2 separate regions of the Bicyclus anynana genome follow, and region 2 is linked to region 1. The links are chromatin contacts, called in public Hi-C maps. All regions are on one chromosome and are shown on one strand. Each heading gives the region's core, a stretch centred on a gene start, on an enhancer-like site or on the middle of the called end of the contact. The rest is flanking DNA. Distances are from core to core; before and after follow the strand shown. Region 1 holds the start of LOC112054400 (cell growth regulator with RING finger domain protein 1). Region 2 overlaps LOC112054400 (cell growth regulator with RING finger domain protein 1).

Evidence for each region. Hi-C and Micro-C count contacts between places; a contact is called where the count stands out from the background.
Region 2: a contact with region 1 is called in a Hi-C map of whole larva, with 2.3 times the contacts expected there. The contact joins the enhancer-like site here to the promoter of LOC112054400 in region 1. A contact is called at or near these places in 2 of 2 Hi-C or Micro-C datasets (whole body and whole larva).

The regions. Positions count from the first base shown.
Region 1 is chr21:12,863,991-12,869,935 of ilBicAnyn1.1, forward strand. LOC112054400 (cell growth regulator with RING finger domain protein 1) reads left to right here and starts at 2,012. Exons shown (of 7, transcript XM_052888036.1): 1 at 2,012-2,518. The coding sequence starts at 2,421. LOC112054385 (cyclin-dependent kinase-like 4) reads right to left here and starts at 249. Exons shown (of 9, transcript XM_024094159.2): 1 at 1-249. The coding sequence starts at 105.
Region 2 is chr21:12,903,380-12,909,257 of ilBicAnyn1.1, forward strand. It overlaps LOC112054400 (cell growth regulator with RING finger domain protein 1), which reads left to right. Exons shown (of 7, transcript XM_052888036.1): 6 at 66-222; 7 at 5,160-5,878. The coding sequence ends at 5,296. Among protein-coding and RNA genes, the nearest start is that of LOC112054427, 21 kb to the right of the region's middle. Within about 2 kb of position 3,707, at least 3 of the 8 cell types and tissues checked have open chromatin away from gene starts, as enhancers often do.

The sequences.
Region 1 (5,945 bases), core at 762-3,261:
TAACCACAACCGCTTATCACCGAACCATTTCTCCATGCAGGACGCCACGTTGTTCCACAGTTTGAATTTCGAACGATCCCGATTCCGATACTCCGCACTATTCATTCGCGTTTCTGAACGAAAACTAGCATTTCCCGCTTGAATCACAGTCTAAATAATTCGCGGATTTTTAAATAATTTTCGTTTAAAAACTTAGTTATTTACTTTATTTCTTTTTTTTTCGAGAGATGTTTATTCGGCGAAAGCTGCACGGCTTTTACTTAGGAGTATGGAAATATATCGATCGTTGGGTTTGTTTACAGTTTCAGTTGGCCTGTGTACATGACAACCGCAGTGGGCGGGATTAAACAATGGTTATCGGATTTTTTAGCTAATGTAATGTAAGTGCGGAGGTATGCCTTCATACCTACCTAAGATTTAGTTCAACAAATGTACCTGAGTAGGTACTATGTAATTTTCAAGGTCATTATAAGAATTATCTTATTGAGGTTTGCCTGAAGTACCTCCCTACTCGTATGTGATACGTAGGAATGCTTAAAAGTTCAAGGTCACTCACTTTTGGTACACTTTGGTTGTTCAATCCTGCAAAATACAATACTAAACGATATTGGCAGCTGAGATACAAGGAGGGGGGAATTCTGGATGGCGCTTCTTTTTCAATATAATCCCCCTCGAGCTCTATACACTTTTTACTTTTTCATCAAGAAAATATAGTATTAGGAATAAGCAAAAAAAAAGACGTTTATTTTTATAAAAACTACTTTCAAAATGAAAGTTTGAAAACTTTTTGAGGGCGAAGTTAGCTTAATAAGAAATTCCTTGCTTGGTTGGAACTTTATCACCGCACGAAATTCAATTTGCTCCATTTTGCAAATGACTTCCCGATTTAATTTTTAGTCATGTATGCAAACGTGTAAAAAAATACAGGTGTACTGTTGTAAATAATTTGAAATTTAAAATAATGATGAGTTCACATAAACAACGGTACCTACTAAAAAAAATTTGTACCCTCATTCCTTCATCTCCGTTCTGCGGAGTTTTGGACCTCTGATTATTTTATGGACCTCCCCTCTTAGGAGCCCTTAATATTGGGTATATGCTTATGTTAACTAAAAAAAACTTCAGAAATACCAGAACGTCAAAAGTTATCTAAATAGTCAATAGTTTACTTGCTAATAATTTGTGATTTTTCATAATCATACGATTTGAGCGTAAATTAACGGAATTATTCTGTTGATTTTGGCAATCAAGTACCTAATGCAAAATGTCTTTAAAGTATGTTTAATAGTCTACCAACGCTGACAGCTGTTTTCCTCTACCCAGAACGACGAGGACGACGAACGACTACCTTTATTAGTTTACATAGATTATTATAATTTTACCCTTCGATTCGACTGGTACTGCACCATAGGTAGAGCCAGCACTAGTAGAGTCAGTACTCTACTATTATGGAAGGTTTGCTATGGGTGGGTCATATTTATGGGCTACAAATGCTGTCGCATAATCTCATCTATTCTGCCTTAGACCATTCTTATTATTGGTCAAAGTATACTGCGGTCCACAGCTTCCCATCAATAAAAAATTTCAGCTTAACTACATCTACAATGTGTTAATCCGCTGGCTACCGGCTTATTGCATAGGCTAGTCGGATTGACGTAATACAAGGACGCTTTTTTAGTACATAAATTATTGAGTAAGTAAGTGATAAAATTCATCTAGAAAATAGAAATGTTTAATTTAGCGGAAAAGTCGTAGCAAATTTAAAAAAAAAATTGGAACTCGTGCTGCCATCTTGTATGAAGACGATCATACACGTGAAATTATACTCTTGGAGCTTTCAAACTATATCTATTTCTTTCTAACTTATATAAAAACATTATGTTGATCTCGCTTTAACAAACTGCTTGACGTTATTCGTTCACTGTGAAGTTATTTTTGCGCATTTCCATTCACTGCTTCAGTTCACCTTCAGTTTCAGTCTGTCAACTGTCATGTGCTGACTGCGACTGCTGTCATCAATTCACATTTTCATTCTCATTCTGTCAAACTACGTTCCACGGAGTAGTGCGTCGCGATATTTATTTCGATCAATGTTTTTGTTATGATTAAACTCGCAATAAACATTATTTAGAGAGATCTCTTATCACAAGGTTATAACCATACAGAGGATTATTATTTATTATTGCAGCTGCGTAAGACAATTGGGCAATAAAGCCGCACGCGATTCGCGAAACTGTTGACGAAATTCGCAAGATAGAATTGGAATTAGAAAAAATAGATTTTTCGTCGTCGAAAATGTGAATTTGTGCGGGCGTGTGTATTTTTGTTTCTATTATTGTGATGTGAACCGATGTGTCCTTTAGTTTTCGGTACTTTGGAACGATTTGTTGTTGTTTTGTGATCTATTTAGGTGATGCAAAATGGGCTCGACGGGAGTCACTTTGGCAGACTTGCCAAATATATTTATTATGATTGGGGCCCTCGTTGCCTTCTTTATGATGCTAGTCATACTCCTGAGGTGAGTGATTGATATGTTTACTATATTACGGTACTAAATCGAGATGATACAGTTTGGCTAAGTATTTGTTTTGAGGCCAACTGGTAGCGGTCACTCGTATTATCAGATAACTGTAAGTGCTAAAAATAGATAATGTTTCTTGCATAGAAGGTATTTCTTACTCTAAAGATTAAGGTTATTAGCAGTGTATGAATGTGGAACCTAGTTTCTAATAAGATTTATACTAGAAATTCTATTAAAGTACTTTCTTATTAGTGTTACAAGCATTTACCTAGTAGTTTTGTGTACAACAAAATAAAGATTTTCCATTTAATGCTCCAATTAAAATAATGATAAATTTACTGTATGATTTTTAGTTTTTAAAATATCACCTTTCAAGGATTTTGTTATAGCCCACACTTTTTGGTACCTTTGATAATAAAATTGTAAATACACTGGCTTTATTGTTGTAAGTTATAATGTTTAATACATTTTTGTAATGAAAAATATTCTAATTGGAATTTTTCTTATAAGACTTTAGTCAAGGAATGTGCTAAGAGATTTTAAAGTAAAATAGAAGTTGTATTTGTGAATTATAAACAAACTTTATGTTTACCATCTCTTGTGGAACTTCAATATATTCACAGAAACACACTGAATAGTGACTTAAAATGTCAATTTCAATGTCAATTTGCATTCGTTGATTACTGTAGATAGAGAAGTAAATAGACATATCAGTCACCTCATTCTCTTTCAGCAAAGATAATTTATTTATTTAATTGAAACACCTACAACTAGTACACAGAACATATTTAAATAAAAAGTATACAATGATGTTGGATGGTGGGGCCAGTCACTTACAGGTGTCTAAAGCATTCAAATACAAGTGTATCATTCAAATAAGACATGTATACACTCTGTAAAGATATAAGTCAAGGTGATTCTATATTTGGTGTCCTGATATCAGATCAGATTAAGCCTAATAACAGTACAAACAAGTTTGTCAATCAGTAACAGATTATAATATTTTAACTTAAAAATCCTTACTTTTCATACCCATATTGTAAATGTGGCAGGGTGTCTGTTAGTATAAAATAAATGAGTACATGGTTACAGGCTCAACATGTTGCAAATTGTACATAAAGTAGCTTAAAATATATTAGTTAACCTACCGCTGTATTGGCCGTGTCATTGATAGGGCGCCCCCCCACTACAGGGGCCCGTTAATCGAAAATCACTAAAAAAGTCACTATCATATTTATTTTAAGCAAGTATTTTTATTTCTTTTGTAAGAAATACCCTTCGTTTGGGCTCCCCTACTGATTTTGATACAGGGCCTCCCCAAGGCATGCTGCGCCACCGGAACCATTAGTTTGGTGCAGTGTGTTGAGGATGTCAAACTTTGACTTACAACAGCACACCAAACAGTTGATGCAGTATTCACTTCTCTGTCTACATTTTTAACCATTTCACCATAACAGTGAATGAATGAATGTTTTGCTAAGGTTGTCAATATCATTCTATTTTAGCAGCCTACACCAGCTGGCCTATTCACTAATTTGGTCTTTTTTACAACCTCTTAAATTAATATCAAATCAACTTACAAATGTCATCTACCTACTGTATGGTATTCACAAAGGGTCGTCAACAGGCACCGGATGACATTTGTTACATAGAATCTCAATTTTGTATATGTATACTAACATATGTCAAAGTTAGTAAATTAGCCTGCAAGTCTTTCCTTAAATGATTAGGAGTATCAAGCTAAGACTTCTCTAATACAGGTTGGTGAACTTAGAGTGATATTATGTTATTAGGTGCTCCTGAACCATCAATCTCCTATTAAAAACGTCTCCCACTCAATGAGTGCCAAACACAACTTCTTGGCACTCAATTCAAGTAGTTGCATTTGCAAATTCAACCTTAAACTTAATCCATAAGGTTGAATTTGTTCTGAATTTGGGATTTTATTTAATTATATATTAATGGACTCTATTTAAAAGGTTCTAGGTATAATTTTCTTTACCAACAATTCTAAAACTGTCAAAGCAAAATTGTCCAGTTTTTAAGTGAAATTTTCTATTATAAGAGATCATTTTATTATAAGAGGTCAATGTCCTGGACACTAAAGTGTGTGATTGTAAGCCATGCCAGATATGGTCCAATAAGAAGCCATCATAGTGTATCAGTTGTAAAATACTGTATATTTTAGTTTTGATGAGAAAAAAATCTCTAATTTCACATACATGTGTAAGGAATATTAATTCATCATCCAGCAATATCTTTTTTGGCCCAAGATATATGTAAAGAAATAGAAAGTAAAATTATAGATGTTAGCTAAACTGTGGAATAGTGTTATAATTAAATACATAATACCAGTAGGTAGTTATACTTACTAAATATAAAATACCCTGTAATATTGTAACAAAAAACTTAAAAAAAATTTGCTAAAAGTTAGATTTTATGCTTAAAATAATATAATTATGTACATATATATATTTATATCCATGTAAGTATTAGGTAGGTATAAAAATTAAATATAAATGTAGATATAGACTTATTAAAGTTTTAATCCAATTAATTAATTACTTCTGCATAATATTATCAGTTGCAAAAAAGTAGTATAGTTTGTAGTACCTCATTAATTTTTTTTTTTTTTTATTCTTTACATGTTAGCCCTTGACTACAATCTCACCTGATGGTAAGTAATGATGCAGTCTAAGATGGAAGCGGGCTAACTTGTAAGGAGGAGGATGAAAATCCACACCCCTTTCGGTTTCTACACGGCATCGTACCGGAACGCTAAATCGCTTGGCGGTACGTCTTTGCCGGTCAGGTGGTAACTAGCCACGGCCGAAGCCCCCCACCAGCCAGACCTGGACAAATTAAGAAAATCTTAATCTGCCCAGCCGGGGATCGAACCCAGGACCTCCGTCTTGTAAATCTACCGCGCATTTATTGTAATACCTATGGTTATTACAGAAAAGCAGTAAGTACCTATAATTACAAATTGTGAAACCATTGTTTTCTATCAGGTTCTCATTCTGAGAGGAGACTCGAGCTCAGTAGTGAGCCGAGTATAGGTTGATAATGATGAAACTGTATATTCCTTTGCCAGTATAGCAAACAACCGTTTGCTACAGCTACAACAAACAAAATATTTAGCACTACTGATGCTAGGGTTGCCATCTGTACTATAATATTATATGTATAGTATTGTACTATATTTTGGGTCTGCGTATATACTGTTAAAGAAATATATAGTACGCAAAAATACTATATTTTCAACAACTTTATGAACGTTCACGTATTCCGAACTTAACTATTAAAAAAAATATAATAATATAAAATATTATAATAGTTAACTATAAAAAAAAATGAGCTTAAAAACGTCAAAAAGCATTTACTTAAGACAAAATTCTTGAAAAATACATAAGTAAGTGTAAAT
Region 2 (5,878 bases), core at 2,457-4,956, 41 kb after region 1:
AGATCTTTTCTTTTATAATTGTACAGATTTGTTGCGTCATAAGTTTTTTTTTTCCACTTCGACAGCAACTGTATGTATCGGGTGAGGCGGGCGAGGCAGGCGAGATGGGCGAGGCGGGCGGCTACGCGCGCGGCGAGGCCCTGTGCTGCGTGTGCGCGTCGGCGCCGCTGTCCCGCGCGCTGCTGCCGTGCCGACACGCGTGCCTCTGCGCGCGCTGCTTACGTGAGTGCAGCATATTGTGTGCCGATCAGCAGCAACTGTACGTGTCGGGGTTGAGACAGAGAGATAGGCAAGCGGGCTAGTCAGCGGGATGGTTTATGCGTGAGTGATGGCAAGGAGTGCAATTAATAGGCTAGCAAATCGTGAGAGACGGGCTTAAGAGCGTTAGAGGCTATAAATGTCAATACATAAGATGGACATAGGAGTGGACAATAATTTTCCTATGCTCTTCCCTTTCCCTTTAGTCGTAACATAGACATAAGACAATTTACCCATGTATTAGTTATACCTAAGAAGCGAGGCAGGTTACCTTAGGAAAATTCGTCAAGGACAGGGCAATTCAAGAATTCTGTAGGATTAAACATTATTATCTATTTTTGTTAAAATACAAAGATCTTATATTTACTTCTATATAAATATCTGTCCTTATGTTAACCCCCGTAACCTTTCAGTCGTGAACGTTCGTAGTAGCTCATGCATATTCATATCAGACTAATCATATATTCCGCATGCATTATTAACTAGCTCTTATTATTAACTTCCTATGACGGCCCCTATGAAAGTAGACGGCTAATTTTAATAAGGAATAAGTAATTAGAGGCATATTTGTTTCACTGCTTTTCGAACCTCTTCAGACACCTCAGACTTTCAGACCTCTTCGGCAGATCGCCATTATTAGCAGGGCTTTGGGAAGCAGAGATCCGAGTTCCATCAGAAGATCAGTCCAGGATTAAGGTCATAATTGATCATAAGCAAAGTTCCCCTAAAAGTCCCCTGTCCTTAGGTATTGTTTGTGCCTCCTGCCATTATCCCACGCTAGATAGGGTAAGCACAACATGATTTAATGGTTTTTGGACTATTCGAAGGGTTTTAATTTTTTTTTTTGATTGTCTCTAGTGCCTCCTAGACGGGATGCACTAAGCAATTGCCTGAATAGCTTATAGGCTAATCCTAGCCTGCAGGAGAGTAGTTCTGTCCCTCGACATCCTTCTAACGCTGGCCCAAATCCTTTGTTGACATGGTCCCATTAAGGACTCTACAACAGTCAGAAAAAGAATGTCTTTTACTATACACTCACAAAGGTGTTATGAACTTACTACAGCGAAAAGAAAACTTCCAGCAATAGAAGAACTGTAATAATTATACTGATAGTAATTAGTATCTCCATATCTAGTTTTTACCGTATCATTTACATTTAATTTTAAATTTTAATTTAATCATTTGCTGTTTAATTTTATTATAAATTGTACGCCAAACATGGCGAAAGACATTTATTTGTATGTGTTTTCGGAGCAAATAATTGAATCGAATCCCGTCTTGCTTGCTTTGCAACTCTGCTTGCAGCATAAATAACCATGACGTGGTATTTATATCATCGATGGATCCCATGATGCTGATTGTATATTATCACACAGATTGTGGTCACCTAACCCGCAAATCGATAAAAACAATACGCAAATGTTCGCATAGGTGTCTACATAAAGTATTCATTCGGTATCAGTATGCCATTCACGCGCACGCATATCTGCATCGAGCGACAATTACAAGGTTGCGGTCACGAATACTGATCGACTGATGACTGTGAGGATTACGTTGCCGAGCAGTTTAGATAGAAGACAAGAAAGATATTTCTTCAATAAAGTTTCGCCGAATTTTTCGTCGATACTTTATTGGTTTCTTGCGTAACTGTACTAGCCAATAGGGTGAAGTTGTCCAGTTAAGTAAGTCAAAGCGAATCTTGACTGGATCCGCTACCGCAAGTTATTCAAATCACCCACGATCTTCGATTGATCAAAACCAAAGCAAAAAAAATATTATGGCACCAGTAGCTAATGATACTCGCACATCTGCATCGAGCGACAATTACAAGGTTGCGGTCACGAATACTGATCGAATAATGACTCTGTAAGGATTGCGTTGCCGAGCAATTTAGTCAAATGACAAGGGAGATATATCTTCAATTCAAATCTTTTATAACCAGCTAAAGTTCGCTGAATTTGTCGCCGATACTTTATTGGTTTCTTGCGTAACTGTACTAGCCAATGGGGTGAGTAAGTCAAAGCGAATCTAGACTGGTTCCGCTACCGCTAGTTATTCAAATAACTCAGGATCTTCGAATGATCTGAAGCAGAGCAAAATCGTGATTATGGCGTCACCCACAGCTTTCATTTATCTGATGGCGTGACGTTAAAATGAGTCGTTAAAATATTAGGCTAATATTGATGATGCATGTTTATGCTGGTTGCGTATTATCACATAGATTGTGGTCACCTAACCCGCAAATCGATAAAAACAATACGCAAATGTTCGCATAGGTGTGTACATTAAGTATTCATGCGGTATCAGTATGCCATTCACGCACACGCATATCTGCATCGAGCGACAATTACAAGGTTGCGGTCACGAATACTGATCGACTGATGACTCGGTCGTGAGGATTACGACGAGCTCGTCGACGAGCAGTTTAGATAGGAGACAAGGGAGATATTTCTTCTTTTTTCTCACGAATCCTGAGGTAACCATGTATTTTCCATCCTATGTGTTAATCCAGAGAATTATCTATCTCCATTTCAAATTTAAGTTAAATTGTTTCAGTAGTTGCGTCGTAAAGGAGTACTAAAACATACAGAAACTTTTCAACTACCTACGATTGTATTGAACCAGTGTAGAAAGACTAACTTCTATTTATCCTAAAAATTGTATTATTCCCTATTTACGTTATTGCAGTAGCTCAGGATCTACAACTTTGCGAATAAGTTTAGAAAATTGATTAAAGTTCTTCAAGGTTTAAAATTAGTTTTTAAAAAAATCCCAATTATCTTTTATATGTATGAGCATAATTGGTGACATAATAATTTGTAACTGACACAATAAATACCAACCGATCAATAGATGACATTTAAGTGTCTGTTTTTGTTGAAACCAGTGGGCCTAAGATGCACTATATGAAATAACAAGATAACTTTGTTTCGTCCCATCATAATTAATGAAAATTTGAGGAAAAGAGATCGTGGTATGTAGACAAAAGTAGTAAAAGTGACAGGATCAATAAACTCCACCATTTTTATCTGTAACTAGCGGACCCGCTAGACTAATGTGTACTTCTTCCCTACCCTTCCCTACTTCCACCCCACCCTACACTACCCTACACTACCCCTTTCCTACCCCTATCTATCGATTTTAAGCTAGCCTACCTTGAAACCTGCGAAAAGTCCCATATAAAATTTCATTATCTGTAATGTTGTCAACACTTTTAATATTTTAATCAATAAATTTTACGTGATTTGACCCCTGCATCTCAATGATTGCGATATAGATTAATCGAGCACATATTATGCAACTCTAGATGTCACACTTTGAACTTTTCCACTGCTAAACATAAACAAATGAACAAATAAACATTCCGCGCACGCGCCTCACATCCGATCGCATCGGTGCCAATGCCGCGCGTAAACTTCGTACCTCACCGTCGACCTCTGCTGATCTGTATGGGACAGATAATGACCGATCGCGACCCTACGTGAGAGGTCATACGAGTTAGTGAGCCCTTGTGGGCAGTGTTACCAACCTCCAAAAATATTTATCCCTAAAGGAGATGGTCCTAAATCGTATGGAGCCCAGGATCAGTCATTGTACCCTAGCGGAAATAAAAGAAGATATTTTTTTTAACTATTTTTATACGAATTTACTTTAATTGTTTCGAAATAATATTCATTGTCTCGCAAGAAATGCAACATTATTATGGGTAATAATGGCGGATAGATGACGTTTTCAATGCAGTAATCGATTTGACGTTTGTTGTCATTATTGTCATGTCATAGTTGTTCTATGGGCGCCATCTTGATACAACTCAAAAACTTAGGTTTTATTTTATTTATTTCTTTTTATTTAGTTAGATTTATTCACTTTAATAAATTGTAATAGAATCCTTGTATTTTTTAAATTTTAATGATACGGGGTACAATAGTGGACCTGAAATGGACCATCTCCTTTGTGTAAAAAACCCATAAAACGCCTTAATTATTGAGTTGTCCCCCTAAAAAATATAAATTCATAATATTTTAGAAAATAATATGCTGTAATGTGTTTCAAAAGTCGTTATTTAATACATAAAATATTATGTCTTCATCTGAAGATTGAGATTTTTTAAAATCATACATGTTGACATTGAATAAATTTAACATTTTTTTTATTAGATAAAAATTGCAGCTAGTCACCACAGAGTGGTTGTAGAATTACGTATTATACGTCGTTGTAAGTCGCTAAGTCAAGAAAGAAAAATTATTATTATCAATTAAAAAACACATATTAGGTAAAAAGTAAAAAAACCCCTAAAAAAATGCCACCTCACTTATTTACCCCCTAAATCTGGGGAAAAAACCCCTAAGTTGGGAACCCTACTTGTGGGTTAGAGACAAGCTGTTTCCTGTGGCACCGCTCGTTATATTATTCGGCTCACTGTTAAGTCTTCTCTCAGAATGAGAGGGGTTACGCTAATAGTCCACCACGCTGGCCCAATGCGGGTTGTCAGACTTCATACACGTAGAGAATGACCAGACCGGAATTGGCCCGGTTCTGGAAGGCTTCTGCCGTGGCTAGTTACCAACCTACCTGCAAAAACGTACCGCCAAGCGATTTCGGGTTCCGGTACGATGTCGTGTAGAAACCGGAAGGGGTGGATTTTCATCCTACTCCTAAGAAGTTAGCCCGCTTCCATCTTAGATTGCATAATCACTTACCATCAGGTGAGATTGTAGTCAAGGGCTAACTTGTAAAGAATAAAAAAAGATATAAATGACACGAATGGCGAATGACACGTGCATTCGCTGTATAGATTTTAGTTGAAAGTTAGAATGGCCACATTTATACCTACCATCGGCTGAAGAAAATCTTATAAATCCAATACTTACTTTACTAACCACACACATTTCTCTTTCCAGCGAAACTGGACAAGTGTCCCATCTGCCGGAGTGTGATCACCAGCTACTTCTGCATCCGCAACGAGGAGGAGCCGATGGAGCTGAAGCAGCAGTTCCCTTTGAACCGTCGGCTCCTGAATCTGTTCCACTACCACTAGCAGGCAGCTAGCCGTCATCGTAGGCCAAGAGACCGTGGTATAAAATCCAAACGTATGGAAACTGTCAGCTAATATTATTATAGTAGGGGAGCCTGGGATCGTAAATTTGCAGTTACTTAAGCGACGTGAGGATCGATGACATTTAATAGATTAAATTATAGTTTTTTGTTTGGTTGTAAGTACAAACACTCATCGAAGTGTCTATGGACGCAATAAATACACGTACTTTTTATTTCTCATTAAAATGATGAATAACTAATACTGTTGGTTCAAATGGGTGCATAGTAAACAATAATTAAAAGTCAAATGGAGATGGTCCAAAATTCTATGGAGCCCAGGGTCAATTGTACCCTAGCGGAAATAAAAGAAAATATTTTTTTAAACTATTTTTGATTATACAAATCTACGAATTTACTTTAATTCTTTCGAAATAATATTCATTATCTCCCAAGAAAAGCAACGCTAATAAGGGTAATAATGGCGGATAGATGACGTTTTCAATGCAATAATCGATTTGACGTTTGCTGTCAATTGTCATGTCATAGTTTCTCTATGGGCGCCATCTTGATATAACTCAAAAAC